2 separate regions of the Macaca mulatta genome follow, and region 1 is linked to region 2. A link is a contact called in public Hi-C data. All regions are on one chromosome and are shown on one strand. Each heading gives the region's core, a stretch centred on a gene start, on an enhancer-like site or on the middle of the called end of the contact. The rest is flanking DNA. Distances are from core to core; before and after follow the strand shown.

Region 1 (3,288 bases), core at 592-3,091, 83 kb before region 2:
TGCAGTGTTAATTGCTGCAGGACTTGGACAGGTATGGCAGAAAGGGCCTGATTTAGATGACCTAGACACTGATGTCACACTAAACTCTCGGAATTGGCTTCTTGGCTTTCCTCCCTGACAAGTGACTGAAATGGGGGTAGGGTTGAATTTTATGAAGATGTGACACCCCACCACACACACACAATTATTGTATTTTCTTCTTCCTGCCTGTGTTATGGCCTGCTAATGATATACTTTACTTGAATGAACTCATGTGCTCCAAATTTCCTATGGGATAGGGATTGATAATATTCACCATTTTAAGGAAACTACGGCTTGAAAAAACTAAATAATGTGGCAAGAAAGCTAGTAAGTTGCGAAGTCAGGGAAGGTCCCAGGATTCTGTCTCTGGAGACTGTCCCTTCCACCCCATCACACATGGCCGCTGATCATCGAGACAGGTTTCCATGATGCACAGGATGGTGGGTGCAGTGGGGAGACAAGACATGTTTACCACACTCACATCTGTCATTTACCAGCAAATCAACCATGGAAAGCACCAGGGTTCTTAAATAAATGACCCCTGCTGGGACTCACCTTAGATAGCGGATATGTTCGAAGCAGCCTTGGCTCACACCCAGGCTTGGGGCCTCTGTGGAGACGGCGCATCTGCCCATTTGATGTAGCAGAGCCTCCCAGCACACGCAGTGGGCATGGCCTGCAGAGCGCATTTTTCTCATTCCACAGAGCGTCGATTTTAAGACAGATCACCCTGAATTGCCCTTAAAGCTGAGGACAATCTGTCCATCCACTCACACATCACGTAAGAGACAGAAACTTCATTCTCTCTCTCTCTCTTTCTGGGGGTGTGTGAAGACATTTCCGTTCCCTCTCTCCCTCGCCAAGGCACCTGCTCAGCACACTTTCCTGTTTGCTTTTTCCTCCTGGGCAGTGCCCGTCCTCCTTGCCTGATTCAGATCCTTCCCTCGTACTGCTGTCCAATATTTATTGCTCAGCTAAGTATCAAAAAAGAGGAAATACAAAAATATTGAAGGCTACTACGTGCTAGGTAATTTCACATTCTTTATCGGAGAAAACCAAATTTTTCAGAGCTTGTTTCTTGACGGTGTCACACCGTGAACTAACGGCAAATCCAAACTGGACTTTGGGCCAAGATAACCCCAAACCCGCTCATTTTCCTCAATCCCATCAGAGATCACCCTAAAGAAGGCGATTTAAACAACTGAAACATCTATAGGTCACATTTATTATTTCCCATTAAAAATGAAAAGGATTCTATTAAATCCAATAAGGGGGAAATGAATATTTCTTCAATTTAGGTTTGTTCCTTTTATGGAATAAAATAATACGCGTTAGGTGTCACTGCTTTTTAGCCACTCATACATTACCATTTGGAATTATTTAGTATTTACAACCCCAAGTTGGTTCTCTAATCTATTCCTCATCTTTGTGTGGTAATTTTACAAAATGTCCTCTTCATTTTTGAAGACAAAGAAACGTGAAACGTTCACGATCAAATGATTCCCCCTGTGTTGTATTAGACGAACCCGAAGCAAAGCCTCCGGAGGGCGCTGGAGAAGCCGCAATTCCAGACACCGCCGCAGTCTCAAGACACCACTGAGCGACTGTCCGCTAAGCTGGAAGAAGCGGATGTGGCATTTCGAGGTAGCACGAAATGCAACCGGCTAGGAAGGAGGGCTTTCCGTCGCACGGCGGCTGCGTCGCCTGGACAGAGACGCCGAACCGGAAGATCTAGCAGGAATACCGCCCGCCGCTGGGAGGTATCCGGAAGCGCGGCAGAGCGGAGGACTACATTTCCCATAAGCCCGCGGGGCAGGGCGAGGGGCGGGCGTCGGGGACATTACCGGACAGGCCTTGCCCGGCAATACCAAGGTAAATGCCGGCGCCGCGGCTCCGAGGGAAGAGTAACTTACGATCTGCGCCTAGATTTTTACTAGTAACCCTCCTAACCCATCCCCGAACTGACAAAAACGACTCTTCCATCCGGGAGACTTTGGGATTTCCGGGCCCCAGGACTCCACCCCTCACAACCTAGTCAGTCCCCCCACCAACGCTGGGCCTGCGGCACTTCCCAAATGCCTAAGGACGCTGGGGGTTGCGCTAGTAAGTTGAAGGCCCAGGGTACCCCCTATCTAGGATTGACGACCCATACTGTTATTGGCCCCTCCCTCCACGCCCAGTATCCTATTTTTAATTTTTTTTTTTTTTTAATTATTGGTTTCTTAAATAGAGCCAGGGTCTCGCCATATTGCCCAGGCTCGTCTTGAACTCCTGGCTTCAAGCGATCCTCCCCACTCGGCCTCTCAAAGTGTCGAGATTACAGGCGTGAGCCACTGTGCCCGGCCGTCCCCAAGCCCAGTCTCCTATAAAATCCGGCGGGAGGTGCCTGGCTCCCTGGGGCTGGGTGGAAAAGGCAGTAGAGGGGAAAGTTGCCCTCCGTCCCAGCCCAGTTTAGGAGCCGACGACCTCCCCTCTCCTTAGGCTGCTCCTCGGACGTTCTTGGCTCAGGGCGGCGAAAACTGTCGAAGACCTGCGGGCCAAGGACTGCTGAGCACCTCCATCCAAGGTCCCCAATGCTTTTCTCCATCTACCCTTTAGAGTGGTGTCACGATTGCCACTGGAGAGGCTAAGTGACTTGCCCTAGGTCACATAATTTAAATGGCAGTACTGGAGTTTCGCACAGAACCTGCCCCGACTTAAAGCCCTTTGCTTAGGCCCCATTACCTTCCTCAAACCTTAACTTAGGAGAGTGCAGGCGCTGGGGACCGCAGAGTCATTTTTGTTGCCCAGCGGTGCCGTCGAGTGCAGCTTTGGGCCCAGGCGCAGAACCCAACCGCGCATCCCCAGCGCGCACTTTGTCCACCCGGCTGCCAGAGCGGACACATAGGTCCGGCCTCGGTTTCCCCCTTCTGAACAAAAGTGCGCACAGGGTGCTCCCCGCACCGAGCCGGGACTGTGGCCCCCTGGAAGGTTCTCTCTCCTCCTTTCCTCGCTTCCCGGACCCTCCTCTGGGGACAGACGGACCGCGCGCGTCCTCGCCGCGGCGGCGGGTCGAGTGGGTGGGGTTTGCGCACTGCCGCTGCGGCGGCGACGCCAGTGGATCCTCCGGTGACTCTGGGGCGGGGCTGTGGGGAGGGCACGGACTGACAGACGGACTCCAGCGGAATGGGGGGTGTGGCTGCTCCGCCAGGGTCCCCAGGGTGGGAGAGCGGCTCCGCGGCTACCGGTGCCCGGACCCCCTCTGTCTTCTGCTAGACATGCTCTTCC
Region 2 (3,735 bases), core at 170-2,669:
GCTAACGCTGGGAAGGGAGAAGAGGGTCAAACTACTGGGCATCCGAGATATGGAGGGAAGGGCGGAACAGAGGTGAGACACCCGACCCGATCGCGGATGTTGCAGGGCTCTGAAGGCTTCAGCAAGCCAGGCAAGCAAGGCCACCCAGACTCCTTGCTCCAGCGGCCCCGGGGCCTGCCCAAGCCAGGGGGCAGGAAGGAGGGCCGAAGGGCCTGACCCCTTCCTTTGCTCCTCCTTGACTTCCTACCTTTACTGCATACAATTTGCCGCCTTTCTGCCCCAGATACACTTTCCCGAAGGCGCCCCGGCTAATGGGCTTCACGATGCTGAATTCCTCAATGGAGGGCGGTTTTGGCACCGAGATTCTATTCACGCCCTCCTCGGTCGCCGCGCCTCCTCCAGCCTCCTTCTTGCTTCCCGCGGTGGGCTCCATCGCTAGCCAGCCTACAGCGGTCCCGCGGCCGCGGCCCCCCGCCCAGCAGCCACTCCCGCCAACTGGGTTCAAAGTGAGGCTCCGCCCACGCCGCGCGCGGCCGTGACGTCACAGCGCCGCTGTGCCCCGCCCCCGTCACCTCCCCTACGCAGACGTGGAGGGAGGGGGCGTCGGGAAAGCCCAGAGTCCCCGGCAGTACACTAGTCGTGGGCGCGACTGCGGCACTATTGACGTCATTCCTCATGAGGGAGGAGGCATAGACAGTTCTGGGCCGACAGTAAAGGGACGACTGGGGCTTCACTGAATCGCAGGATTTGAAAACATTTCTCCCGGCTTCCCACCGAGGCTGGTGGGAAGCGGTCCTCCTCGCATACACGACCTCCCCACCCCCGCGAGGCGTAGAAACCAGTTCGGACTGTACAGTAAAGCGAAAGCCAGGGCTGAGGTCTGGAAGCTAGTGAAGGCACAGAATGTGGAGAAACGATGAGCAGGAAGCGGGTGGCCGCCCCTGTAATCTGACGTTTTCCCAGGATATAATTTGCCTGACTGAAACAGATCAGAACCAACAGGGAGAGTTTTCGATTTAGTGTGAGGAAAAGAGCACGAAATTGTAGTGAAAGACCTTATTGCTCAGCGCCCAGTCAGAAGATTTCATAAGGAAGCTGTAGAGAGTCTTAAGAGGAGATTAGCCGAGCGTGGTGGCGGGCACCTGTGATCCCAGCTACTCGGGAGGCTGAGGCAGGAGAATCGCTTGAACCCGGGGGGCGGAGGTTGCAGTGAGCCGAGATCGCGCCACTGCACTCCAGCCTGAGCGAAAGAACGAAACTCCGTCTCCAGAAAAAAAAAAAAGGAAAAGTCTAAAGAGGGTAAAGGCTGTTCTCTCGTTAAAAAACAGCTAAAGACCTTTGGGGACGCTGTTCCTTGTAAATGTCAACTACTTCCGCGGGAAAGAACGCTCAGGAACTTGGCCGTGTGGGCACTCACTTGCCCCGGAAGTAGTGTTGCGTTTGCGCCTCACCTTCCGGGGCGGATTGTCTGTCGTTGCAGTAGCTGTAGGAAGGGGAGGCCATTTTCCGTTTCTGGGAGGAGTGCGGGGCAACGGGTCGGAGAAAAAGGTAAAAAGAAGGGCTCGGCGCCTCCCCGCCGGGCCGTCGACAGAGGGGCACAGTTTCGGCAGGCGGGTGAGGTCGCTGAGGGCCCGCAGGAGATGTTTTCCTTGTCGAGCACGGTGCAACCCCAGGTAAGCGCGGCATTCACCCCATTTTTTTCCCTCCCGTCCTGCCCGTGGCTGTTTGCAAATTGCGCTCTTGGAAGCGATTTCTCAGAAAGGACTCTAGGAAAGAAGTGATGAACTCAGTGCGCGTCCCAGGATTGAGGAGTGGATCAGGGGACGTCGCTGAGAGTGGGCCCGAGACTTCAGGGCTGACGATGAAGCTGTTGGGGGCAGAGGCGGGATGTGAGCGTGATGGAGAGAGACCCTGGCTTACCGAACTGATGGCGTGGAATTTCTGCTAGAGAATCCGTCCGGCATTGTTCAGTGTCTGGCGTTCTGGGGTGGGGGCTGGGGAAATGTCTCTACCATACATGTAAAGGGAGCAGGTAATGTTCCCGTTTCTTCCGACTTTCTAGTGGCTTTAGTGTTCACAGCCCCTGTCCCGTGCTCTTTCTTTCTTTTTAAATGGAATTTAAATTTAACCCAAACATGGTATAATAATTCGAATGGCCAGCCTTGCAAGTTTTCTCTTTTTGACCAGAAGTAACTAATAACGTGTATTTTCGAGTCGTAAACTGTTTGCAGTTAAAATTTTGATTCAGCCTCATCCTCATCGTTTTGTAAAACAAAAGGTAGTGAAGAGAAAAATGATTTCAAGGGTTTTCAGTATGCTCTTTGATGGGCAGTCACTTATGACAATGTTTTATTCTTGCTTCATTCCAGTCTCTTTTTTTGATGGTAACATTTTAATAGATTTTTTGAGAGTTCCTACAGTTTTGCAAAGAAATAGTTTTTAAAACGTTGAGTTTTTTTTTTTTTAATAATTTTTAAGAAAATCGACACTCAGGTTCTTGGTTTAAGCATATGATTGTGTTCCTTTGTGTAACTTTTACTCCCCCTCATTTTAAGAATTTTTAATTTTTTTGTGCTAGTATTGGCTAACGAACTGAAGCAGCTGCTTGTTTATTGGGCATCAGTTATGTACCAGGTGAGCAAAGCAAATGTGGAATCTTCTCTTAATATTGATATGAAGTAAATATGACTAGGACTTAACCAGGTGAAGAGTGAACAGGTATCACGGGCATACAGAAAAATACCTGGAGGTCCTGAGTTAGGAAACGATTTAGCAGGTTGGAGGAACCAAAATAAGGCTAGTGTGGCTAGAACATAGTAATTAAAGGGGGTAGTGACAGAAGAGGTTGGAGAAAAGACTTGAGGCAGATCATACAGGGAGTAAAGCATTTGTTATGGCTGATTTCATGTTAAGTGCGTTGGCAACCACTGAAAGTTGTTTTTTTTTTTTTTTTTTTTTTTATTGAGACGGAGTCTCGCTCTGTCGCCCAGGCCGGAGTGCAGTGGCGCAATCTCGACTCACTGCAAGCTCCTCCTCCCGGGTTCACGCCATTCTCCTGCCTCAGCCTCCCGAGTAGCTGGGACTACAGGCGCCCTCCACCACGCCCGGCTAATTTTTTTTTTTTTTGTATTTTTAGTAGAGACGGGGTTTCACCGTGTTAGCCAAAATGATCTCGATCTCCTGACCTCGTGATCCGCCCGCCTCGGCCTCCCAAAGTGCTGGGATTACAGGCGTGAGCCACTCGCGCCCGGCCACACTGAAACTTTTATTTTTTATTTATTTTTTTTTGAGACGGAGTCTCGGTCTGTCTCCCGGGCTGGAGTGCAGTGGCCGGATCTCGGCTCACTGCAAGCTCTGCCTCCCGGGTTCCCGCCATTCTCCTGCCTCAGCCTCCCGAGTAGCTGGGACTACAAGCGCCGCCACCTCGCCCGGCTAGTTTTTTGTGTTTTTTAGTAGAGACGGGGTTTCACCATGTTCGCCAGGATGGTCTCGATCTCCTGACCTCGTGATCCACCCGTCTCGGCCTCCCAAAGTGCTGGGATTACAGGCTTGAGCCACCGCGCCCGGCCACACTGAAACTTTTAAAACATAATTAGATTTTCGTTTTTAAAAGATGACTGGCTTTTGCTGTATGGAGAATAGGAGAGGGCAAGAGTGGAAGATGTTACCAGTTAAAAATACCGCCCCTGCCCCCCCATTTATGCGGTTGCAGTGGTTATGGAAAGAAGGGAATGA

What was found. A called contact is a pair of places that touch in the nucleus more often than the background predicts.
Region 1: a contact with region 2 is called in a Hi-C map of liver, with 2.5 times the contacts expected there. The contact joins the promoter of ACBD5 here to the promoter of MASTL in region 2. A contact is called at or near these places in 6 of 14 Hi-C or Micro-C datasets (CD4 T cells, blood, cortical neurons and 3 more).

What each region holds. Positions count from the first base shown.
Region 1 is chr9:28,549,269-28,552,556 of T2T-MMU8v2.0, reverse strand. It overlaps ACBD5 (acyl-CoA binding domain containing 5), which reads left to right and starts at 1,841. Exons shown (of 14, transcript XM_077946067.1): 1 at 1,841-1,893; 2 at 2,503-2,587.
Region 2 is chr9:28,465,821-28,469,555 of T2T-MMU8v2.0, reverse strand. It overlaps MASTL (microtubule associated serine/threonine kinase like), which reads right to left and starts at 1,419. Exons shown (of 12, transcript XM_077946061.1): 1 at 1,337-1,419. YME1L1 (YME1 like 1 ATPase) reads left to right here and starts at 1,467. Exons shown (of 19, transcript XM_002805592.4): 1 at 1,467-1,673. The coding sequence starts at 1,641.